Linked DNA regions of Mus musculus: regions 1, 2, 3 and 5 are each linked to region 4. The links are chromatin contacts, called in public HiChIP or PLAC-seq and promoter capture Hi-C maps. All regions are on one chromosome and are shown on one strand. Each heading gives the region's core, a stretch centred on a gene start, on an enhancer-like site or on the middle of the called end of the contact. The rest is flanking DNA. Distances are from core to core; before and after follow the strand shown. Region 1 overlaps Suclg2 (succinate-Coenzyme A ligase, GDP-forming, beta subunit). Region 2 overlaps Suclg2 (succinate-Coenzyme A ligase, GDP-forming, beta subunit). Region 3 overlaps Suclg2 (succinate-Coenzyme A ligase, GDP-forming, beta subunit). Region 4 holds the start of Eogt (EGF domain-specific O-linked N-acetylglucosamine (GlcNAc) transferase). Region 5 has its middle 85 kb from the start of Kbtbd8.

Region 1 (4,879 bases), core at 2,252-4,751, 1.7 Mb after region 4:
CAGCCTCTTCATCCATGCCAGTGCCAACCCAGTCTTACTGTCATTCATTACTGCTACCACTGCATGACAGTTTAACAGAGAAAACCTTCCCGTATTTAACAATCATTTTAATATGAAAACTCCTGAAAGCCATCCACATTGTCATTGCATTCTGGTCATAACATTCAGCAGCCCCACTGGGTTGGTTTCTTCAGTATCACCTTAGGGGCAGCCCAGATTGCCCAGGCTCTGTGCTGGTGCTGTTCTCCTAGTGATGAAGTCTGAGGGTCATTTGATAGCACTGTATATCTCATCCCCTGATGGAGAGGCCAGAGGAGCTGCAGCCTGCTTAAGGTCTCCCTTTTCTCTCTTCTCTCTCTCTGCAATACTGCCTCTTCCTTACCTGAAACTGTCTGCCTTGTGACCTAAAACCAGAACATCCTGGACTTGATAGAAATGCTGACCCCAGAGAGGAGGTCGGGCAGCAGGCGCTCCAGGCAGCAACGTTGAGTGTGGACAGCAGAACATTCCACAGAATTAACTCATTGTAGGAGTACAGAGACATAATTGATTCCCGTGAAACTAATAAAAGCCAATGATTAGTGATACCACAGTACAGAAAGCTGGCCAAGGAGTTAACGAGGCCATCGGCATCAGTTATAATTCTGATTAAAATGTTGATGTCAGACTGGTTTTAGATTCAAAATGACCCCTGACCCTCGTGTTGTAAAAGCCAACTGAGGCAGGAATCACATTAGTATCTGACACTTGGAAATAATTAGAAGTATTCCTGCAGTGGATTCGCTTTCTTCCAGCAATCCTCACTGGGCACATAGTATTATTATATATACAATTATTATTTGTACATTTCTAGAAATTGCTTCCTTTTCATTTTTCTTGAAAACTTGAAAATGAGCAAGGCTGATAACTCACTGTGCACACAAATCTGAGTTTGATCATCTGGACTCACATTTTTAAAAAAAAATAGCCAAGAATTGTAGTGCACATTTATCATCCCAGCACTGAGGAGGGGAGGGCAGGAGAAGCCCTGAGCCACCAATGCAGCCAGCTTCATGCGTTCCAGGCCAATGAGAAATCCATCTCAAACAATAAGGCCAACAAGACCCGAGAAACAACAGCCAAGGGTTTTCTCTGGCCCCCACCTGCAAGCATACACACACTGGCCGCCACCTACAAGCATACACACACACACATACACATTGTGCATGTGTACCTACACACACTTGCATCTGCACACACAAGAGCAAACATGCACATACATACACAAATTGAAAACAGCCCTTGTCTTATTTTCATGCTATACTTAGTATTCCAGAGTAGTTGTTCCATGATACCTGGGAGGTAAGTATGTATGTAAAGATATGCAAATTAACACACCCAAGATTATCTCCGTAAATAGTCTCTGATGTTTGTGTTAGAAGTCTGTTTGAGATAAGAGAGAAAAGCTTTGAAATTTCTGAGCTTGTTAGACAATCCTTTTTCTTCTACAGTCTGTGCCTGTGGTTTTTAATTAGAACTCAGTTATTAAGAAATGCCACGCACAGGTCACAGAACTTTAAACATCAAGGAAGATGAGTAGAAATGTAGAAAGTTAACAGGAGAAATGAAGTAGAAAAATGACAGGGTAAGGCAGTGAGTGCACTAAGCATGAAAGAGGCCTTGCCTTCCTGGGACCTGTTCCTGTCTTCTTGGCAGTGGTCTTGGGGGCCCCGGCTGCATCACTGAAAATTTGGAAACACTGAGGTATCACACTGTCTGTGTCCCGAACGTGAAAGTGATGGCTCAAGACAAGCCCAAAGATACCAGTGTCTCCCCTAACTGAAGTAGGCAAGGCTATCCCTGGTGGCCTTTGCCACTATCCTTTCTATACTCTATGGTCTCTCTTGTGTCCCAAGAACCTTTTACCAAGAGGAAAGAAGCAATGAATTTGGTATTTCTAGAGTAGTACCAGGTTTTCTCTACTTCTGCTATACAAATTGGCATCTTGTGTGATCAGCGTTCTTGGGTAAATGTAGGCTCTCACATCAACCCAGCAGATGTGCAACCCAGAGAAAGCATGTGGAATATCTAAGAGACAAACAGCTCAACCAACACCAAAACCAGACCCTCCCCAAACTGCATGGTTATCACACACTAAACACAGGGAGCAGAAGGAATTTTGCTTTGACTCTACTCAGCGGTCTGACCATAAATAACAAAATGCAGAATTTGGAGAAGATACAAACCAGAAAGGACCCATAACAAAACTAAGTGAGAACCAGGCCAGAACTCTGCGAGCTAAGGAAACCCAGACTTCTGTGAAGTGTTTGCCTTGGAGCTGGGTGCTTGTGGCTCAGCCGCTTTCATCATCATGTTCCTCATTTAACTTGTAATTGTATTTTTAATCTAATTCACAAAAACACAATAGCTATACATACCATGGAATGCTGAAAACATGTATACGTTATGTAATGTTTTAATGAAGTGAAGCTATGTGTACCTCAGCTACACCATTCTTTGTGGTGAGAACAGATTTTATTCTGGCTTTATGAAAAGTATAACATTGTTATTTGTAGTTATCTTGTGCAATTAATACCCAATGGTTAGCCTGTCTCTGTACTTATGTACTCTCTAAGCTCCCTAGTCTACTCTGCAATCTGTTTTTCCTATCTACCTGTCCATCTATCCATCATCTATATATATATGTATATGTATATATATATATATATCTTCTCTCCACATGTAATATATGTGTGGATATGTCTGTCATCCTTTTTACTCATTATTGACTACTGTAATTAGGAAGTTTAGAAGTATGTCTTTCAAAAGTAATTTTTAGTTTTAATTTAATCTTTAATACATACAAACTGTGGTCTGTTTTGTTTTGATTTTTGAGACTGGTTTTTTGAGATTAGCTATGTAGCCAAGATGACCTTTAACGCCTGATCTTCTGCCTTTACCTCTAGAGTGCTAGGATTATAGGCATGAATGCCATGCCCAGCCCCAAATGCATACTATAAACGGGGAATTTCCACGTTGAATGTGGAAGGATAAGATCTGAATGACTGACAGGAAGGAAGAGGGGATTATTAGAAGAAAGTCGGCATCCATCCCCGAGAGTTGGAACTCTAGGAGCTGAAGCCCAGGCCCTGCATAGCTGAGAGGCCATCCTGGAGAGAGTGGGGGCTGCACAGCAGTCTGTGAGAGCAGAGTGGAGCATGAAGCCTTTATCTGCAGCACTGGCTGGAGCTTCGGACTGAGCAAGGACAGGGAGAAAACCACAAGAAAACAGGAAGCCCAAGAGCCCTAAGTCCAGGATTGCAGCGGGCTGTGGTCTAGGAAGCTGGGAAGAATGAAGTGAGAGAACCATCTCACCTGGGATGGGGGATGGTGTATGGAAAGCAGTTCCTCTAGATCTGGAATGAACATGAGTCCCTGCTGGCACTAGCCCTGGCTCAGTGTTGTTGAAGCCTCAGACACACCAGTGCAGATCTGTCTAACCTACACAACTGTGAGAACTCCAATAATCAAGATAGCAAGTGTTCCCAAAGCCAGATGGCCTGTTTAGTTAGTAGCGTCTGTTTCCTCTAAGTAAAGGAAGCAGCTTGCTTGTTTGTTTTTTGTCTATGTGGAAGACCCAGAACCCCTGTCTACATTCACCCACTCACATCCATGCCATGACAGCTTTGGCCCACACACAGTACACTGGAAACAGGCTAAAAACATCAGGTTTGCTTCGGTAGAATTTTGTGAACCAAGTCCTTGTACTCTGCCGTATACTGACGGCAAGCTGTCTTTATCTATGGAAGCTTTTTCCCTGCTCTTTGGAATGATAACACCATAACCCCATGCATTCATTTGCCTTACTAAGCAAATGAATACATGAAATGTTTCTATCAGCCAAGACACAGGATAATTTTGTTTTAAAAGACTTGTGGGTAATTGAACAGCCAGTTAAGAGGTAGAGGTTGAGCCTTTGTAAACAGTTGTTGCTAGCTAGATAAAGAGCATGGTTTCTGATGAGCGTCCTGAAATGTACACAGACATTCAGTATGGTATGGGGTACTGCTGAGAAATGGACACATAATGACTGACAGTTGTGTGGGGTGTCACAGTTGTGTAGCGTCTGGATTTGCTAACATCTTCAGTGTCTTTTTTCTCCTTTAAGATGCATTCTTTCTTGTTGTTGTCCTGTTTAAATCTGCACCACAATCCTATATTTGATGGATACTTGAGGAAGAATTTCCTCTTCTCTCAGGTGCACATTATGATTCTGAGTTGAGCTTGTTAGTAACAACAGCTAATAATAATGACTGTAAGCCCACAAAGTTTGTAGGCTGGATCACATTTCTCGTCACCAGGTCTTTCAATACAATTCGTCTACCCAGCAACGAAAGATTTGTCTCAGCAATGCAAATATTTTTATTTCTTTCCCCAAAGCTCCTCAAAAGCCAGAATCCCACCCCGTTTGTTGTTCCCCTTACTGCCAAATTCTCCCCCGCTTGGTGCTGGAAACAGGATGAGTGGCATGGGGAGGAAAAGGGACAGACACACATACAGAAAAACTGGGATGGGACAGGCAGTCTGATGGAAGGCACCTTCTGTGCCCAGAAATTCAGTACGGTTATTATGTACAACACATGTGTAGTGGCTGCTTTTATGTCAGCTTGACCCAGGCTAGAGTCATCAGAGAGGGAGGAGCCTCAGTTGAGGAAATGCCTCAATGAGATCCAGCTGTAAGGCATTTTTCTAGCACATCTTCCTTTGGTTACTCAAGGCATCTCTGTTCCCAGGGTGACCAACCATTCTTCTCAAGCCTTCCTAGGCAGTCTGCACCTTGCATTGCTCCCTACCACCCAGGGTCCTGGGTCCTCTTTCATCTCTCCCCTCCATCCGCATT
Region 2 (4,713 bases), core at 2,184-4,683, 1.5 Mb after region 4:
AGGGGCACACAGACACACACCCACACTACTTACACTCTCACTCGGTAAAAACTATGATGAAGCAGTGCCCTGATTTTCTTAATTCACACTCTACATGAACTTCAGAAACTCAAATTTTAAGTAATATGTCACAGCATAGCTCATGTGACAAAATTCCTGGCAAAGCACCTGAGGAAAAGGGCTTTTCTTGGCTCCCAGTTTGAGGGATACAGCCCGTCATGGTGGGAAGGCTTCATGGCTCCCAGTTTGAGGGATACAGCCCATCATGGTGGGAAGGCTTGAGGGAGAAGTGTGAAGTGGCTGCTTACCTTGCATGCTCAGGTATGAGGCGGAGTGGGGTGTGCACTCCTTACTCAGTCCAGCTCATAGAGTGTTGTGGCCCACATTGAGAATGTGTCTTCCCGCCTCAGTTAAGCCCTTGGGAATCCCCTCACAGAGATCCCAGAGCTGTTTCCCTGGTGGTTTTAAGTTCCATCAAGTTAGTCGTGAGGATGAACCATGATGACTGTCCTCATTCTTCCCTCTGTGGGGCTCACCTGTTCCATGAGATGTAGCAGCGATGCAGAGGCAGTGCCCAGGCCCAGGGCTGGATGCCTGCGCTAGCTCACTGAGGAAGCAACAGGTTGAAGGAGGGCCTGTACCGCCTGCAGGCCCTGGCTCCTCATTTGCAACATGAGCATGCTGTGATCTCAGATTTCTTCCAGAACTTGTTAGTCTTTTAAAAGTAATTAAAAACTAAGAAAAGAAAAAAAAAACCTATGGGAAATGTAATTGGAAAAATTATTAGCCTTATTAGAGGTAATTAGAAAAGTTACCTTTTCTAGCTTTCTTATTTTTTGATTAATAAATCAAGTCTTCATGGAATTACATGTGCTTACTACATTAAGCATGCAAGTAGTTTTACTTAGATGGAGAACATAGAGATTAATACCATAGTCACATACGGGTGCAGGGTGCAAGTGTTACTTGTTTGGATCACAGTACAATTAAAAGCATACCGCATAAGTGCTGATGGTGACTTGCCTCAGACCCACACAGCCTCTCCTGGTGCCTGTCACTGGCCAGAGCCCCCCCCCCCCCCCCCTTTCAGGTTTCTGTGATAGACAGGCATACGTGAGAAGCTTTGCTATAAATTCCTTCCATATTCACGTGTGCATAACTGCTGTCTACGGCTCACTTTCTTCCTGTTGCTTGTTTTCCTATTTTGCTTTGGAAAATATCTTCCTGTGTCAGTGCATTGCAAGAGCTGTTTCAATAACTTGAAACATTTTCAATATTATAGATATATTTTTAGATAAGGCCTCTTGTAGAATCAGCTGTCCCGCTCTACAGCTGAAGGCAGCCTTGAACTCCTGATCTCCTCCCACCCCTTCCCAACTATTGGGATTACAAGCTGGGTCACCACCTGGCAATGATCCTTCCTCATTTCTTTTTGGTTATTCCTACAGAATGTCACCAGAGTCCTTGTGCCTTCTCCTTGGGGAGAAGCTCGCACCATCTATTGTAGCAGGCTGGAGCCCTAGCAGGTAGTTCACTATAACCCAGGAGGATTAATACTAAATATGGAAGAAAGTTGCAAGATCAAGGACCAGGCAGCTCCAATGTGGTGGAATGATGTTCAGGGATGTCAGTAATTAAGTGGATTACAGAGGTCAGTCAGTTTGAGCAAAACTGCAGGTGTTGTTTCTAAAGAAATAGTTTTTAAAAAATGGCTGGAAAATTTCTAACCCAGCACATTTGTTCGCATTAAGATTACCGGATGCCAGTCCCATTCTAGATTGTCTTCCTCTTCAGCCTCTGTCTGGTCATTTTGTAAGAATTTGCTTCACCAGCACAGTCTAGCCAGAGTCTGTTCATCTCAGTGTCTGTCTTCACCATGTTCTCTGCAGGGAACGAGGGGCAGCAAACCCCCATTCTGTCTGTAACTAAGGCTTTATCAGAACACGTCCATTCGTTGTCTGTTACCCGGTGGCTCCTCTGGGCTGCAGAGGCAGAGCTGGATAACTGCAGCAGAGAAGAACATCTAGTGTTCTATACTCTGGCCCTTGGCTGAAAATTTGCTGACCCTGGTTTGTGTATTACAGCACTCACTTAACTGGCTTTATTCTCTACAAAGATGACAGAGTGGCTTTTCCAAACTCTGATTTTGATATTTTATTTTATTTTATTTTATTTTAGAGACAGGGTCTCACTGTGTAGTTCTTCTGGCTGGCCTAGAGCTTGTTATATAGACAGCGCTGGCCTCCAACTCTCAGAGATCCACATGTCCCTTCCTCTGCCTCTCGAGTACCCCAGCCTAGTGCATTTTGATCTTATCAACCCACTTCAAAACGTGGCTTAAATTAAGTGTAAGCTACAACAGCAGCCTACATTTATCTGCATGGTCTGGCCCTCTCTAACCTTCCCCATTTCTCAGCATCCTTAGCTGGTGTCTCTATATCTTATCCTTTTCTCTCAGAGTCTCAGGACAGTCAGGCCTGCCAGGCTCCTGTGCTTCTCCTTGGAGTTTCTTCACATATCTAGCTGTTCTCTAGCCTCAGGTCCCTGCATATATGCCATATCCTTGGAGGAGGTGACAGTCTGCACCCAGCACAGGGCTCATCATGCATCCCGTATTTCCTCCCTAGCACTTCCCACTCTATTTAATCACATTCACTATTTGAGCGTCCCTCCCTATTTTCCTCTTCTCCACTCCTGGGACAGTGATTTCTTGCTAGCAGAGAACTTGTCTGTTTATCCGGACGCATCTGGATGGCAGGCTCCAGGTCCACTGCAAATCTAGGTGCCCAGAGGAAAACTGTTGTGTATGTGAACCCGTAGAACTTCTGGCAGTTTCCGTGGAGGGGCTTTGTCTTCATTTTCTGTTGCTATGGTGGGATATCATATCATGGGTCCTTGTAAAGAAAACACATTTATTTCTTACTGCTTTAGAGGCTGGAAAGTTCAAGGCCAGGGGCTGCATCTTCTTGTTGAGGGCCTTCTTACTGGGGTCCCTGTGGTGAGAGGAATATATGCATGAGACAGGGCCAAACTGACTTTAGAGCAGCAGACCTCCTTGAGATAAGCCTTTAATCTACTAATCCACACACAGATTAATCCATTTAGTAATTAATCACTTCGTAAAGGTCCAGCCTCTTAGTATTTCACAATAAGGATTAAGCTTCAGCCCGAGTTTTGCTATGGACATTGAAAGCGCTGCAGAGTTCAGTTCCAGGGTATGATTATGCCGCTTGAATTTGTTTATCTACAAATCAGTGTTGCCTGCTTCTGCTCACAATGCAAAATGAAGGTGCTTTTCTTCTGCAGTAGCATAAGGCTGGCACACTCTCTGGCCAGGGTCACAGAATGTAGAACTTGCAGATGCTGGCAGGCATTTGGGAAGGATGCAGCTCGGGGTTTTTGGAGCCTTTTCCATGTCTGTTTCTGCGGTTGTGCTAATGTGCTAATGTTTATCAAGGTCACATGTTTCTCTCCTTTCTTTGCTGCTGACAGAGGAGCTGTGCAAAATCAGGAAGGGAATTCTCCTTTGGGCATTTGTCCTTACTACAAAGATTTTAACCGTATATGCTGCTTAAAAAAATAGGCTGTGTTCTGCTGAATTCAGGATAAAAAGAAAGAGGCAGTATCTCTGAGAATCTTAATTCTTTGACTTGTTGAAACCCATCCAGCAACCTCTTTCACCCAGGGCTCCAAGTTTTCCCACTGAACCTTGTGCTCATTTACCACAGCCCCATGCCTCCCTGCAGCCAAAGCTTTCCACCCCACCACAACCCCTGTCCCCTTCCTCAGTTGGCTCCCTGCCTCTGTTGTCACCAGTTTCCTCTCAACTATCAAAGGCTCTGCATGCAGTCAGACACACTTGGGTTTAGAGTGTGATTCTTCTTCATCCTCACCCTGAGCAAGCTTTTCACCACCCTGAGCCTTCATTTGCTCTTCCATGGAATGGATTTCTGCCAGCCTTGTTAGGCGAATTAAATGAAGTGATGTTGAAGTGGACATGGAAGCTTTTAGAACTTCATGGTAATCAGATATCCCTAAGTATTCAGTTAGAGTTAAGGACATAACTCTGGCCAGGGATGTGACTTAGATATGGAGTGTTGTATATAGAAGTCATTTGTATATAGGGAGCACCAGGTGAAGCCCAGCATGGATAACCTAGATGTGTGGGTGTGTAGTCTTCTAATCCTTGTATTTGCTGTAAGTTGAAAGTCAGCCTTGGCTACATGGGGAATTCCAGGAATTCATTTGACCCTGTCTCAAACATAAAACAAATGTCAAAGCAAATCAAACAGAAAGAGAAAAAGTAAGAGTTTGTTAAGGAACTTTAAGAGAAAGGAATTATAAATATGAATCTGGCGTAATCAAGTTTCTGAATGGTCCAGAGCTCAATTCTCAGTTCTTTTCTGGTAGGACAAATAATGTGTTATTAGTTTGTTAAGCAGGTGCTGTCCGCCTTACTGCTGGGTCTTGCATCTACAAAGCGTGATGTATCAGATAGTGGAGTAAAGTTGGCCTGAGGCTCTGGGTCTGATCCTAGGCTGCTTTTCTGTGAAGAACAGCTCGAGCTTGAACTGTAAGAACTGTAAAGTACATCTCGTCCTACAGTCATCTGTTCTAGTTAAGTTTCATGTCCCATCACTGCCGAGTCCTCAGGCCTACGGCATCATGGTTATTATTTCTTTTTTTGTTTGTTTGTTTGTTTGTTTTCTTTTT
Region 3 (4,589 bases), core at 2,059-4,558, 1.5 Mb after region 4:
GACATCACAGATGTGTGCTGGTGGAGCCTGGGCAAGAGCAGCGTTTCAAAGCCCAACTCTTTTGTCCTCCCATGACCAGTTCTAACTGTCTATGAAGTCCTCTTCATTTCTGTCTCTCTGATTCATTAGCTATAGAGCAAAGCTGTGTTTCCCACCCATCATTGTCTTCAGGGCCTTATTCATTGTAGTCATGACAGGTCTCAGCTGTACCTCTAGCTGATGGTGGAGAATCAGATCCTGCCATCTTCTTTCCAGTGTAATATTTTAAAGATCCTCTTATTGTTACTTAAATTATCTAGTATAAATAAAATGGAAACCACATAGTATATTTAAAATCTATAGTAGTCTTTGAAAAGAAAGAAAGTAATAGGTAAAATTAATTTTGATAATACATTATATGTAATATACCCAGTCGGTTGCATTTTATCATGAGACTAATATTAATAAGTTATCAGTATTTTTCTCCTATTTCTTTTCTTTCTTTCGTTTCCCTGTTTTTGTTTTGTTTTGGTTTTTGTTTGTTTAAGATAGTTTATGTAGCCCAGGCTGGCCTTAAAGTCATTCTGTTGCTGACGATGATCTTGAACTTGTTCCTGTCTGCCTCCCGAGTGGGAGGATTATAGGCTTGTAGCATTATCTCTGGCTCATGTGCTCCAGGACTCAAACCCAGGACCGCGGGCATCATGTAGGTGAGAATTCTAACAAATGAGGTATCCATAGGACTGAAGTCTCACAAATCTTGTTCTTATCTTATACTATAACACGCTCATTTCACATGAGTCTCACGTCAGACGTTCAGCAGATACTGTGTCAGCTGGGCTATCTGGGACAGTGTAGTTCTGGACACTAGAAGGATTTGAATGTACCTACAGCCTTAGGGCTCAGTTTTTTCCTGCTAGTCTTGGAGAAGCACCCTACTGTGCTCTGTAACCCAGTAAAGGATGATTCCCTAGACTTATCCAAAAGGGACAAGTTTTGTTTTAGGGGTTTGAAAATGAGAACAAAAAAGTAAAGTGAAGTTGGTCTTAGCTTTTCCTTGGCCCATTTTTCAAGGCCGAGGCAGAGTCCTGGTGTTGAGGCAGCAGCTCATTCAGTGAGCAAGCAGACAAGCAAGCAGGCAGGTTCACACTCAGAGAGCAGCTCATTCAGTGAGCAAGCAGACAAGCAAGCGGGCAGGTTCACACTCAGAGAGTAGTTGCTCTAGACTGAGGGAGCATCTAGTTTCTGATGTTGGATTCTGTTGATCCGAGAGGAAATTGATGACATTTAAAAGGAGATGCTGAAATTGTAGGTTTAAAATGGAACAAACTGATAGTGAGTGTGAAAGGAGGTGTCTGTGTCATTGTCACTGGGATTGTCTACAGACAGCCAAGGAAAAGAATCTGGCCGAACTCCACAGTGCTCCTGTTCTCACCACTGCAGAGTGACAGGAGCCACAAGAACACTCTTACCAAATATGTTTGAGGGTAAGATTAAAGCTGTGAAGATGTATGTCTTCCTGATGGTGCTGAGATTTTATATATGAATGAGAGAGAGAGAGAGGCTGGGCTATAAAACCTTAAGAGGTCTACTTTGCCTTCTCAGGTTTTGACTCCTCAAGATTTACAACTTTTCAAAATGGCCCCACCAGTTGTGGTCTTCATGAACCTATGGGTACTACTTTATATTTTAGCTACAATGGACATTTTGAAGTAAAATGATATATTATTAAAGTTTTTGAAAATGTGCCTTGATATTAGGTATACCTATGTTCCAGTGTAGTCCCTGCATCCCCCTTCCTACATCTCTTTCTTTCATGGTATCTGAACCCATATACCCGGTCGTCTGGATCTGCCATGTTTGTAACTCTCTTGGACCAAACAGAATGCTACCTCTCAGCTCCCAAACGTTCTCATTGCTCCACATCTTCTGTGGTCCTCTTTTGTATTTAGTCAGTTACCAAATCTTGTCAATAATTAGCTTAGCATTTTTACTTTATTGACAGAGAAGCAGGCAATGTAAGGTTAAAACACTTGTCAACATTGTGAAGTTAATAATCAACATAGACGGGATTTGCCCCCAGCTCTGTTAGATTAGATACTGCCCCTCATGCCTTTTCCTCATGGCTGACTCTTGGTGATGCTCTAGGGAGATGGTTTGTGTGCGTCAGCATGTTTAAGATGGAAAATGCGTATTAATAAAATTAGAAGGTTGTATTAAAACTTGATATAGAAGGATCTTAGATGCAGTTTATAAGACCTGTAATTTGTGGATATTAATGATTCATTTTGTTGTTTCTCTTTGGGCAACAGAACATTTTGCTGTCTGGTTGTAGAAGCTTGTTAAACTTGAACATTTGTTAAAGTGGTCAATGCTAAACTATTGTTTCTGGAATACAATTTATAGTTATAAGATTTTGAACAAGATCCTCATTGCCTTGCATTGAAAACAGGTTTATGCCTAACTGAAGAGAATAAGTTTGGCTTGGTAAATTAAGCTTTTACCATATGAGCAGTTCACTTATGCAGAAGTTTACAAGAGCATCTGAGTATGCTCTAAAGAAGGACCGATTGGGCTGGAGAGATGGCCCAGCGGCTACAGCTGCATCCACGCCTCATCCACCTGACTTTGATTCCTGGGACCAATGCTAGAAGTAGAGAACTGATTGCGTGCGTGCACACACACACACACACACACACACACACACACACACAATAAATATCTCTAGGAGCCTTAATAAGGCATATCAATGCGTGCTTTCTTTTCATTTGGACTATGGAATTCAGAGGTGGTGAGAGCAAACCCACTGTGCACAGGACTGGTGTGTACACTGCCCTTTAGTTCTCTAAGCTGCACGGAGGATGTTGGTATAACTCAGAAGTGCTGTGATATAAACACAGATAAAACATGGGGCACTGCCACTCAATCTTCAGAATCTCTACAATTTGTTCCTTATTGTCTTCACATTGACTGAGGCTCTTGGCATTTCATTAAGCAGGAAAAAGTATATATGAAAACCTCCAGTTTTTTTTTTTTTTTTTTTTTTTTTTAAACTCAGGAAGGAGAATTAAATGGAGAAATTAATCTTCTCTGAGCTAGCGACATCCATCTGAGATGCAGATGGGAGCTCTCACTGGTATCGGCTAGCTTGGGCTGCTTTCAGCTAGAGCATGTTTCCATTCATCAATATAAGAACTTAACTCTGTTTTATATAATTACATCCTGAAGCCTGGCAAATTACTCGCCATTAAGGAATTGTACTTCCTGTCTTAAGGGAGCTGCTCCCCACTGACACTGAGTGGCAGCTGCTGTTGATCCTGAGACAGTTAAACACAGCAGCCTCCGGAACTATTGAGGCTTTGCCATGCGCGGTTGAGGTCTTCCTTTGTACTGAGCGGATCTTTGTCTTACAGTGACAGTCAAGGCTAGCTTTGATCTCTGTGAAGTAAATACTCATTTTAGCAGCCTCTCATGAGTCTCAGGATCAGCAATGCAATGATATAATTTGAGTCCCCTGGGTGTGTGTTCCCCTGAAGTTCAAGAAGGTCTGCTTTCCAGAGCTAGCAGTGCTGGTGCCAGAATGAAAGTTCTTGGGCTGAGTCTAATGTCTTTCTGCCTGCCAGTGGCCTCTTTGGTGCTTTTACCATTTCTGAACCTGATTCTCTGGCCTTGATGAGTACGTGAGCTTCCTAATACTGTTTTTTTTTGTTTGTTAGTGGTGTTGTTTTGTTTTTGTCTTTTTTATTTTGTTGCGAGTGCCTCTGTGTGTATATGTGTGTGTGTGTGTGTGTGTGTGTGTGTGTACGTGTACATGTGATTATTTCATGTGGAGCACCTTTTCTTTTGACGCCCTTCCCTCCTTTCCTCTACCCCTTTGTGTAGCTTAGTCTTGCACTTGGGCTCTGACTACTGCTAGGCCAGCCTTGTAATGAAGGATCTACATCCACATCCCACAGAGTTACCTTCTGGTTGGTGCTAGTAAGCCTGGCTTGTCCAGATGAAAAGCACTCAACATAGGTCCTGGACATGGAGGTTCACCATAGCAGTGTTGTGCTGCAGGAAGTTACCACCTATGCAAGCTATGCACGGGTTCCTAAGAGTATCTGAGTTGACATTAATAGTTGGCCTAACTGTATTCCTGGAAATAATTCCATTCATCAGCCTTTAATGACATTTCCCATTATATGTATTTTAGCAGAGAAATCGCTCTCTTCTAAAATGTTCTTTCTCTTTTTTCTGGTTCTTCAAATATGAATGGGCTTCTCCTTGGAAGACCTCAGGGCAGGGTTATCCTTTCAGTAACTGTCTTGTGTCCCTGAACAGAAGCAACAGGAGAGCTGTGGAGTCAGGGCCTCCAGGGCCTCAGGCAGGCTCTGGGAGGCAGGCCGAGGGGACTGACTGTACTTGGAGCTTCGGTTCAGTCTCCTTAGAAACGGTGTGAACATGCTTTGGAAACCTGAGCTGGCGTTCGGCAGTGTGAGAATACAACACTTTGGAAGCCACAAAGATTCAACCTTCTGGCCCAGACCACATGCCTGGCATCCTGTCAAATGTGCGACTCCATTGTTTCATGCAGTCTTCACTTAAACCAAAGGAAACGAATCAGATTT
Region 4 (4,551 bases), core at 1,124-3,623:
TCTGTACGGGCACAGTTCTACATTTGGTTGGTTCTCTGTAGCAAGCCCATTCAGTCATCTCTGTAGTCCATGCACTAACTCTTTGAACTGAGGAAAAAGTCAGTTATAATGTTGTTATTTCAGAGGTTTGTTTCAGAGACTGAAAGCTAACAGAGCTAACTCATTCACTCAATTTTCTGTTGGTGGGATTTGAGTCTATATCAGTATCAATTTATGCCAGGTGGCTTGCCTTTAATCCCAGCAGGCAGATCTTTGAGTTTGAGACCTTCTTGGTCTACAGAGTGAGTTCCAGGACAGTCAGGCTACACAGAGAAGTCCTGTCTTAAAAGATCATTTTGAAGAGTCAGAATTTAAATTTTTTATAATGATATATTTTGAGGAAATTGGAAATAGCTATTACAGTAATACAGAACTCAGTCTCATTTTAAAATTCCATTTCTTGCTTCCTATGAGTCTCAATAACTCCTTAATATATGTTAGTACCTGAAAGAGCCCCATGTAGATAGCATGCCAGTGTGATTAGTTTATTTTTGCCATTAGGTTAATCTGTGTTTAGCAAACATTTCACCTACTTCATGTACTTGGTTTTAACTGTATATCATTGCACCTCAAGCTCCTTTTAAAGTTGATTCAAAATAGCCATAATTACATGTTTTGCTGTAATGGGAAGCTGCATTTCCTGAAAAACAACGAAACCGGTAGAGTACCAACTAAGCTGAAACAAACAGTCTCCTAAAGTTGTGCTGTGGTCACGTCACACAAGCGCCCTGGTTCCATCGCCTTTGCCAGGCTTACTAGTGTGGTTAGTGGCTGAGTTAAGAGCACTGGTACTCTTTCAGAGGACTGAGTTCAAGTCCTAGTACACACATAGCAGCTAATAACTGTAACTCCGGTTCCAGAGATCTGATGCCCTCTTCTGGCCGTGTGTGCATACACGCACAAAATACCTATACATAAAAATTTTAAAATGCATTTTAAAAACTACTGTAATGTTCTTTTGTTCTTTAATGTGTGTTTGGCACATGTAAATGACATGCTAACACAATACATACTGAACAGGATATATATTAAACAAATTATATACATATTAAACACATACACATATAAAACACAGCTGGTCTGGAACTTGCGACATAGATCAGGCTGGCCTCAAACTTACAGAGATCCATTTGCCTTTGCCTTCCAAGTGCTAGCTAGGATTAAAGAAAGGCCTTCCCTAAAGTGCCCAGCCCATGTGTATGTTGTATGTTACTGGGGATTGAACCTGGGGTCGTGCACATGTTAGGATAGCACTCATCTCCGTGGTCACTAAGTTGTCTGGGTGTCTTGAACTTCCTTTTATTTTTTATTTTTTTTAAATTTTTTCCATGACTCAGCCTGTGGAGTAGCTGGAACAGCAGGCCTGTACCACCAGTTCTGGTTTCAGTTCTCATAGTAGCTTCTTAAAATTTATAAGACATGTAAGCCTTGTGAACTGAATGCATCTGAGCATGTTTATTTTGACACCATTAATATAAGCTGGGTCCTTTTTTTCATTTATTAGTATTGTATAGGAAGGTGTGAGTATCCAGGAGGTCAGAGAACGAGGTCAGGGAGTGGGTTCTCCCCTTTCGTGGTAGGATCCTAGGATTCAACGTGGGTCGTCAGGCTTGCTCCCACAAGCGCTTTGAAAACTCTAAGCCACCTGTCAGCCCTTGAACCCTTTAATCATAATTTAATGGCTGTCTCCCCCATGCTCCAGAAGGCATGCTGGAACTGCAAGGTGTCAAGAATGGAAGAGAATGGGAGATATGCATACACGTAATCATCACCTAAACAAGCAGTTAGAAATCATCATGAAATAGCAAAAACGTAAAAATTAAACAAGAGTAGCCATTGGACTTGGACACTTCATGGACAGGTACAATTCCCTGGAATCTACAGTATTTTCACTACCCACCAGAGAGTGTCCCACTACATCCAGTCTCATTTGAAAATCAGGGCAGCAACTTCTGCTCAGAATGGGAAAGCAATAAAATTACAACCCTGAGTGATATGTAAACAGTCCCGTAGTCTGCCTGCCTACTCTCTGGTGCTGGAGACCTGCCAAGCGCCTGGAGGAGCAGCCAGGGACTTGCACCCCGGTGTCCCACGTCCCGGAGGGGATGTAGGCGGGTGTCCCCAGTGGATCAGGCTGTGGGTCACAGGGTGTCCGTAACCTTGGCTGATGGGTGTCCAAGAGTGCCTTCCAGACTCTGGTCGCTGGGTGTGGTCAAGGCATTCCGGTCCGCCCTTGAGCCCCGGGCCAAGGTGTCGCGGCAGCTCCCGGGCGCCCCCTGGCCCGGCTTGGGCGCCGGAGGTTTCCGGTTCGCGGCTGCCGGCGGTGACGTCTCGTTACTCCCAAGCTGCCGCCACTGCCGCCGCCGCCGCTCCCTAGTCAAGCTGCAGGTGGGCCCCGCGCCTTCCCCGCCTGTTCCTGGCCGGCGCCTGCACCCCCGTGGGCCCGCAGCCTGACTCTGGGACTCTGATCCCAGCCCGCGGCCTTCAGCTGGTTACCAGGAGTTGATCGGTGGCTGTAGGCTAGGGAGATGCCCAGCCAGGCCTGCCCTGTTGCCTCGATCCCCATGCTGGGGCGGAGTGGCTTCTCCAGGCACACCTGGGAGCCGAGCGTCTCCTAAGACAGCTGCTTCCCCAAGCACCCGGGGCAGGGTTGGCTGCTGCCGGGCGCGAGGGGCTGACTCCGCTACACAGGGGAGGGGTTGACGTTCCGCAGACAACCGGAGGATCGCCACAGCAGGATTGCCACTTCGGCGCCTCAGGCAGCCGAGCTCTGTCTGAGCTCTGTCTGCTTGCCTACCTTGGGACTTGATAGTCTTTGAGTCCCAGATGCACTTCATCTGTCCGCTGCTGGCTCTGTTGCCCAGCAATGCCCTAAGCCATTCATGTGGTAGTCCTAGTAACCCCAGCTCTCATGGTTTACGGCGTTCAGATTTTTACCTTTTTTTCCTCTTCTCTTTTTAGGTCCGTGAAAATCCAATCAAGCCACACACGAGTGGAGCGCGATTGACCGTTTTGTGCAAAAAGACGCGGTAGCCTAACCTACTAAAGCTTTCATCCCTGCCAAGTCTTGCCAGAGAACTCAACTCCGGGAAGGCTTTCTGCCAGGCCCTGAAGTTGTACTTTCATGCACCACAGGGAACCATCACCCAGCATATGCAAGTGGGTACATGCCCTCCCTTGCAAAAGCCAACTTTCTGATCTGCTCCTTTAGATTTTCCCCACGGCCAAGGGTTACTTTTTTCCATGAATGGTCAAGTTTTGTTAACCGGCAGAACGCATTGCAGAGCTGTGGATTTGGATACCCGAAATTTAGGACCTAGTGCTCCAAGCCGCGACCTAGAAGGTTAGTCCAAGGGCTGGGTGGCCTGTTGTGATCCTGAGGTTGGCACTGGTCCAGGCAGCCCCGGGAATCAGAGAACAGGATTACTGCAATGAGAACCAGGAACAGGCTTTGGTCCTAGGAATGTTTTCTCTGCTAATTATCCTGTTGGTCTGGATTGAGTGATGTGGTGTGAAGCGGGCTACCTCCTTCCTGCTCACCACTAGTGTCTGCTCCGTGGGTTACTATGTCCAGGGGACCCTGGGCTCTGACTTTGCTTTGAGAGACTTAGTAGTGTTCATTCACTGAGGAGAATCACGCATCTTCATCTCCGGGCTTCTGGCTAGGGATTTGCTGGTCATTTTTCTCTCTACGTTGTTCCTTTATATTAAAATAGTAACTAGTCTCTTGTGGCATGCTCTTAAGGTAACGTACTTTATTTTTCTCAGGTTTTAGGCTAGCCAAAGCATCAGCAGCTTCCGGAGGGGATTCTGAGGACTAAAAAGGTCAGTATTTTCATTATTAAGCAGTTATTGTTTTTTATCAATATGCATTTTTTTTCCAGAGGCAGGGTTTCTCTGTGTATCCCTGGCTGTCCTGGGACTCACAACTGCCTGGCACTCAGTATGTATTTTTTATTAGATATTTTCTTTATTTACATTTCAAGTTTTACCCCCTTTTCTCATTTCCCCTCTAAAAACCTCCCTATCCCATCCTCCCTCCCCCTGCTCACTAACCCACCATGCATTTTTTTAATTTTATAAAATTGCTAGTAATTTACTGTTAGATCAAGGCCCCTTGGGTTTACAAGGGATAGCAACATAGCCTTCAGGGCCTCCAAAGCAAGGAACCCCTTTAATTACTTACTGGGCAAAGGATTTGTTCCCATGATCATCACTGTTTTAACCTTATGACCCCAATAGGCCTGGAACTTGAACAGAGCATTGTATTCATAAACATCAGTGAAGGCTGATTTTGAAAGTTGTGTGGTCCTTCCAGTCTTATAAGGGCCCCACTTTACTATGGAATGCTCAGGGTGTGTTCAGTTATCTTTTAGAAGAGACACTTAGGGAAAACTTGTGATCGGTAAAGGCGGCAGAGTGGTGTGAGTTTGTCAGGGATGGATAGGAGAAACTGACCCAAGAAATTTATCCTTTCCTGGGGGGTTGAGGGTGTGAGCAGGAATCCAGTAA
Region 5 (5,323 bases), core at 2,116-4,615, 1.9 Mb after region 4:
AACACAGAGAGACAGAGAGAAACACAGAGAGACAGAGAGACAGAGAAGCAAAGCAGAGACAGAAAACCAGAGAAACAGAAAGAGACAGAGAGAAACAGAGACAGAGAGACAAAAAATTCAGACTCTCACCATGAAAAAGGATGAGAGATGTGGCCTCTTTGTAGATAGTCTAGATAATCTTGAAAAGTTCACCCTGTGCACCTCATTGGATGAGATGACTAGAACTTGATTGCATCAAATGTTTATTTAGCATTAACTGACAGGGATATGATATCTGATCTTTCTTCTTGAGTGTATTGATATAGTGGATTACACTTATTGATTGCTCAACGTTTTCACCAACTTCGCATACTTTGAAGAAATCCAGTTGACAGGCATATAATTTTATGCATTGGATTTGTTTAGATAACACTATGTTCAAGGTATTTGCGTTCAATTTCTGAGAAGTATTTTAGTTGTCTTGTAACATTTTGGTTGAAGGGTAATACTTGACTTGGTGTTTCAGAAATGTTTCTTCTTTGGTTTGGGGAAAACATTATGGAACAGACTAATTCTACATTAAATGTTTGGTGGAATTCTCTCTCCAGCAAGCCTATTGGTCTCACTTTCATTTTTTGTCGAATGTTGATCTGAGTTTTTAAGCCATAGCGATTCTTGTGCCTGTGTGCATCTTCGAGGTCTGCTTTCTCTGTGTTAGGAGACTCTTGGGTGCAGGGCTGTCCATGCTGTTACCTTTGCTTGCCTGCACTGTTCAGGGGATCAGATGTGACAAGAGAATGCTGTGGTTTGTGGCTTTCCTCATTGAGGATTGTCAGGCTCCTTAATTTTTCTAAGGAGCATGCCCCTGTTTTCCTCTCTGCTGCCCTGTGCTCTGGCTTTGATGGGGGTTTGCTCTAGTGCCTGCCAGTTCTTCTCTCCTACTAGCTTTCAATGTCAGTGCTCCTCCTATCTCTTTCATTTTTAGCATAGCTTTTGAATTGCAGCTCTTAGTGCGTTCATCTTATTTTAATTTCCTATTTGCTCACTCTAATCTTCTATGTCACGGCTGAGTCTGTTTCTTGTTTCTCCTGTGCTTGCTTTGTGTTTTGGGATGCCTCTGAACTTCAGTGACAAAGGAACTACTGCCCTAGGCAGTTAAAAACTGAAGTAAAGAGTCCTAAACTGTGAGAACTTTTGATAACCTGGCAGGAAGGAGCCTGTGTTTTCCCTCGAGGTTTCAAGGTTTCCTCAGTCCATACTTAGGTCTCCCCTTGACGCTGGGTTTATCCATCTCAGACAGTCTGTGTCTCACAGCTGTCTATTCTGGGGCCTCTCAGTGTGGTGTTCTGATGTGAATATAAGGAAACAATTTACACATTTCAGGAAATCCCAGTGCTTCCATGAGCCTGACTCTGGCTTGACATTCATGCGTTTTCTCCTGCCAGTTAGACTGTTTGTAGAAGCAAACTCTGGGTACATTGTGCAACAATCTCTCTTCCCCTTCTAGAGTCACAGGGACAGTGTTCTTAGAGCCAACTCTGAGAAGAGTGGAGTGCTTAAATGGCAAATACACAAAACTATGGCCTGTCAGATGCAGCCCCCACTGTTCTCCGATCTCCCATGATACCTGCTCTCACAGAAGATGTCATCCAGGCCCCTAGAGTTCCTGGAACTTCCAGCTGCTGAAATGCCCAGCTCCCTTTGGGTTCCAATAGGTCCTCCTCCACTCAAGAAAATCCCAGCTGCACCCCTCTGGCTAAGCATAGCCCTTCAGAGTTAGGGGTAACCATTAACCTTGCAACTATGATCCTCTGCTAGATCCCAGGGGAAAAAATGTTTCTCATCTTTGGACCTGTAATTTTCTATTTGACATTCGACAATGAGAGTGGTGATTCCTGGACTCTTTACGAGTCTACATAAAAACCAGAAGTATGGGATAATTTTAAACCAAACTCCTATCAGTTTTACAGAATTGGAAGGAAGTTCTCAGCATCAAGGATGGAGATACCCCAAAAGAAGGCCCGCCAAAGCTTGGTCTAGTCTGTGACCTTTATATAATTTAAAATAAATATATGAAGGCTGACATGAAGACCATTGTACCCAGGTTTCGAGATCCTGTCAACAATAATCTATTCAGGAAGGGGTCATATTAACCCTTTCCTTTCTGTCACAAAGGTGCTGACTCTGACATTATACATATGACTGATGGCCTGGGTCTCTAGCAAATGGCTTCTGGGACTACTTTTTGATCTCTTCCCTATAGATAAGACTAAATTATGTTTCTGTGATATCTTAAGATTCTTACTGTCTCACAGGGTAGTTTGCCTTAACAATGACTCGCCTTTCTTTCCAAACGGATTCCAGAGCTACCTCAGCGTATCCTCTGGCAGTGACCAACAGGCAATAGTGAAACTCTTCTGATTTTCCCTGTGCTCAGTTGATGTTTCCATAGAGCAGGCATTCATCTTGATTCTTATCCCCCATTAGCTTGTCCTGCACATCCTCGCAGATTACAAGGTCATTGCCATAGAAGGCGGGATCACATAAGGTGGCCTCATCTATAAAAGCAGTCTCCACGGAACATGTCATGTGTGCTTGAATGTGAGCGGTGGCTTAGGAGGGGCATTTGTTACTTACAAAAAGCCTCGGGGATCACATCACAGGGCAGACATAAAACCCAGCCTCCCTCGGTGCTGGATAAAATGGAAGCACAATCAGCTCCATCACTTACGCTGCACTCAAACTGTCTGGGGCGTTCATGATCACTCATTAGTTATTCATTCTCACAGCGCATTTGTGAGAAAACATAGGCTGCACTCCGAGGGAGGAGGGGAGTCCTTGAACTAAGCCCTGCAGCTTTTCTGCCCCCTTTCCACACTACCCTGCAAGAATCCCTAGGTGGGCATTGCTGTCTCCTGACCAGAAAGCATGGTTTGAAAAAAAAAAAAAAAAGCGAGGTCAGAGCCTTTTTCTGTTTCAACTTGTATTTAGGAATAAGAATTTCCTTCACAGAAATTAGTGTGGCCTCCCGGAATCAAGGGTGCTTTGTGTAGACCTCGGAGAGTTATACCTCTAGGCTGAAAAACTGATATTTCTTTCCAGGGCTGTGTCGCTGCTGGATCATTTGCAGTTGTCCCCACTGCTGTAACCTCTCTGTGCGGGTGTGATTTAAACATCTCCTCAGGGTGAGGGTGAGTCCAGAAGTCGGGGGTTGCTAGGCAGTGGAGGACACTGTAGGATATTGAAATCCTTCATCCAAAGCTCTGCATCTGCTGCTTCAGAAATCCACTCCAACCTTTTGTTTGACTTCTCTTGGTAAAACGCTGTCCACATCTGTGAACGGAGGGGGAGTGGGGGAGGTGGCAGGGGAGACTTATACTGTCTGGTGTCTGTGGGTGGCACAGAAGCCTTCGTTGTGCTAAAGGCAGAACCCAAAAGTGGCCATTCCAGAGAACCATGCTGCTTGTTTTTAAATGAGGTCTGAGTAGACCCCGGTAATAATGGATTCTTGGAAGAAGGCCAGAGGCAGAACACATTCTAGGAGCCCTGGATTGAATCAAGGGCTTACATTATGAACAGCATTTGGAATTTTCCAGGATAGAAGGCTGTCTGTCCCAGTTTGCAGTGCGTTCACATTCAAAAGCAAATCAATTCCTGTTGCCTATGGGCTTTGAAATTTTATCTTAGCACTTCAGCCAGTCCACACAGGGTCCTTAAATATGATACACAGCCCCCGAGGAGGAGTGGTCTTGGCCTTCAGGCAGACTGTAGTCATTTATTCACAATAGCAAGTTTCTTCTTAGGTTCTCTGAGCATTTCTTATATGGGGTATGTCAACAGAATTATAGTTCTTGCACCAAAGGGAATGAGGGTTCATTTACTCTGAGCTAAGTTAAAGTGACCACAGGCCTAGGACATGGATTCAAGTTACCCTAAGGGATATGGCGCAGTGTGCAAGAAGTTGCAGGGAGCTTCATAGTCATAGAGAGAAATCAAAAGTCAGAGTGTTCACTCAATGTCATGAGGTCAGCAGGTAAGTGGTCCCCCTAGAGTCTGGTAGTCTTATCTATAGATTTCCGATACTTCAACATCCTTAACTTCAGGGTTGGTAAAGATAGTGCAAAATAATAATAATAATAATAATAATAATTAATAATTACATAATACTGCCAAAGATTTTAAGACAAACACAGAAGTCAGTGGCAAATGACGAGTGAGGGGGCTAAGGATAACCCACCATAATTTTGGCTGCCTATCGGCAACTTTCTTGCTCTCCACAAACAAAAACTTGCGATCAGTTGATCTTCAGCGCAGATGTCGCTTCTTCAGAAAACTTTGGTTCACACACAGCAAGTTCCTTGCTAAACCTCAGTTTTATTGTCTTTTAAATGGAACAATGATGATATCTATGGAAATAAGATAACAAAGCAATGTATTTCCTGGGATAGTATTTAGTCAATGTTTGGTGCACCTTCAGCTTGGTGGGTTTTTGTCAGCGTCTATGGATTGGCTGTGATAAGATTTAATGATTGTGTTAGTTCTTGAGTACCTAGTTAGTCCAGATGCTGATCAAAACCAAGAAGTTGGTACTTTGGCCACCTTTTCTCCTTTAAATATTATATTATTTATTATTATTACTATTATTATTACTATATCTCTCTTTTGCAGAAAAGAACTACTTTAATGAGTTTATGAAATTATGTTATAAATTACTCCAAGTAGAAACCCTTCCAGACATATTTACACGTGGAAAGAGTTGATATTCAGAGGTTCTAGCATGACCCTCTACTTACCCACCCAGCACACAGTATAAGGCCACAGCCACAGTTACTGTAGGGAACGGAGTAAGAGCCCTTACAGTCCCACAGTACACCAGGCAGGCACACACTGTAGGATGAATCACAGGGTACAACATCACTAAATGTTGTTAATTTCCAGAACACAAGTTTAAAGGAAAATTTTGGTTGAACTTCCACATGCTAATCAATTTCTGTATTCTTGGAGTTTCAATCAAATAAGTCGGTTAAAATTAACAATGTTCCATATCAACTTTATGCCCAGTACCCAATTAAAAATACTCTTAAGAAAAGCAGACTAAAGGTAATATTAAGCATGAGCAAAGTTTTGAAATTTAAGACTTCTGTGCATATTAATCTGTTCACGCCTCTATATATCTCCCTGATTTTATGTGAAGATTTCAGATTTGGAGGACAAGAGTAACCACTACATCAACTTAATTTTAAAACTCAAATGTTACAGAAACATAAATGTCTAATGACTGAATTAATTGAGATAATGAAGCAATTAGTGCCCTAGGTGATGGAGGTGCTTTGTTGAGACTTTG

What was found. Promoter capture Hi-C pulls out the DNA fragments that hold promoters and counts their contacts. HiChIP or PLAC-seq counts read pairs in DNA pulled down with a chosen protein or histone mark.
Region 1: a promoter capture Hi-C map of hippocampal neurons shows a contact between it and region 4, with 5 times the contacts expected there. The contact joins the enhancer-like site here to the promoter of Eogt in region 4. A contact is called at or near these places in 4 of 39 promoter capture datasets (the 3T3-L1 cell line, cranial neural crest, hippocampal neurons and 1 more), 2 of 115 datasets of contacts at active chromatin or transcription factors (astrocytes and extraembryonic endoderm stem cells) and 1 of 9 other capture datasets (embryonic stem cells).
Region 2: a promoter capture Hi-C map of the 3T3-L1 cell line shows a contact between it and region 4, with 4 times the contacts expected there. The contact joins the enhancer-like site here to the promoter of Eogt in region 4. A contact is called at or near these places in 4 of 39 promoter capture datasets (the 3T3-L1 cell line, 3T3-L1-derived adipocytes, cranial neural crest and 1 more) and 3 of 115 datasets of contacts at active chromatin or transcription factors (acute myeloid leukemia, astrocytes and embryonic stem cells).
Region 3: an H3K27ac HiChIP or PLAC-seq map of double positive thymocytes shows a contact between it and region 4, with 12 times the contacts expected there. The contact joins the enhancer-like site here to the promoter of Eogt in region 4. A contact is called at or near these places in 2 of 39 promoter capture datasets (cranial neural crest and hippocampal neurons) and 4 of 115 datasets of contacts at active chromatin or transcription factors (astrocytes, double positive thymocytes, embryonic stem cells and 1 more).
Region 5: a promoter capture Hi-C map of hippocampal neurons shows a contact between it and region 4, with 11 times the contacts expected there. The contact joins the enhancer-like site here to the promoter of Eogt in region 4. A contact is called at or near these places in 4 of 39 promoter capture datasets (cranial neural crest, frontonasal cranial neural crest, hippocampal neurons and 1 more) and 4 of 115 datasets of contacts at active chromatin or transcription factors (astrocytes, embryonic forebrain, extraembryonic endoderm stem cells and 1 more).

The regions. Positions count from the first base shown.
Region 1 is chr6:95,491,068-95,495,946 of GRCm38.p6, reverse strand. All of the region lies in intron 10 of Suclg2 (succinate-Coenzyme A ligase, GDP-forming, beta subunit), which reads left to right. Among named protein-coding and RNA genes, the nearest start is that of AY512915, 160 kb to the right of the region's middle. Within about 2 kb of position 3,501, at least 7 of the 459 cell types and tissues checked have an H3K27ac peak or open chromatin away from gene starts, as enhancers often do. A contact at or near this core is called in hippocampal neurons, where this site is marked.
Region 2 is chr6:95,673,886-95,678,598 of GRCm38.p6, reverse strand. All of the region lies in intron 1 of Suclg2 (succinate-Coenzyme A ligase, GDP-forming, beta subunit), which reads left to right. Among named protein-coding and RNA genes, the nearest start is that of Suclg2, 43 kb to the left of the region's middle. Within about 2 kb of position 3,433, at least 18 of the 459 cell types and tissues checked have an H3K27ac peak or open chromatin away from gene starts, as enhancers often do.
Region 3 is chr6:95,650,375-95,654,963 of GRCm38.p6, reverse strand. The region is part of intron 2 of Suclg2 (succinate-Coenzyme A ligase, GDP-forming, beta subunit); the gene reads left to right. Among named protein-coding and RNA genes, the nearest start is that of Suclg2, 66 kb to the left of the region's middle. Within about 2 kb of position 3,308, at least 52 of the 459 cell types and tissues checked have an H3K27ac peak or open chromatin away from gene starts, as enhancers often do. A contact at or near this core is called in double positive thymocytes, where this site is marked.
Region 4 is chr6:97,146,708-97,151,258 of GRCm38.p6, reverse strand. It overlaps Eogt (EGF domain-specific O-linked N-acetylglucosamine (GlcNAc) transferase), which reads left to right and starts at 2,373. Exons shown (of 18, transcript NM_175313.5): 1 at 2,373-2,427; 2 at 3,001-3,382; 3 at 3,808-3,864.
Region 5 is chr6:95,200,558-95,205,880 of GRCm38.p6, reverse strand. No RefSeq gene overlaps it. Among named protein-coding and RNA genes, the nearest start is that of Kbtbd8, 85 kb to the right of the region's middle. Within about 2 kb of position 3,365, at least 49 of the 459 cell types and tissues checked have an H3K27ac peak or open chromatin away from gene starts, as enhancers often do. A contact at or near this core is called in embryonic forebrain and hippocampal neurons, where this site is marked.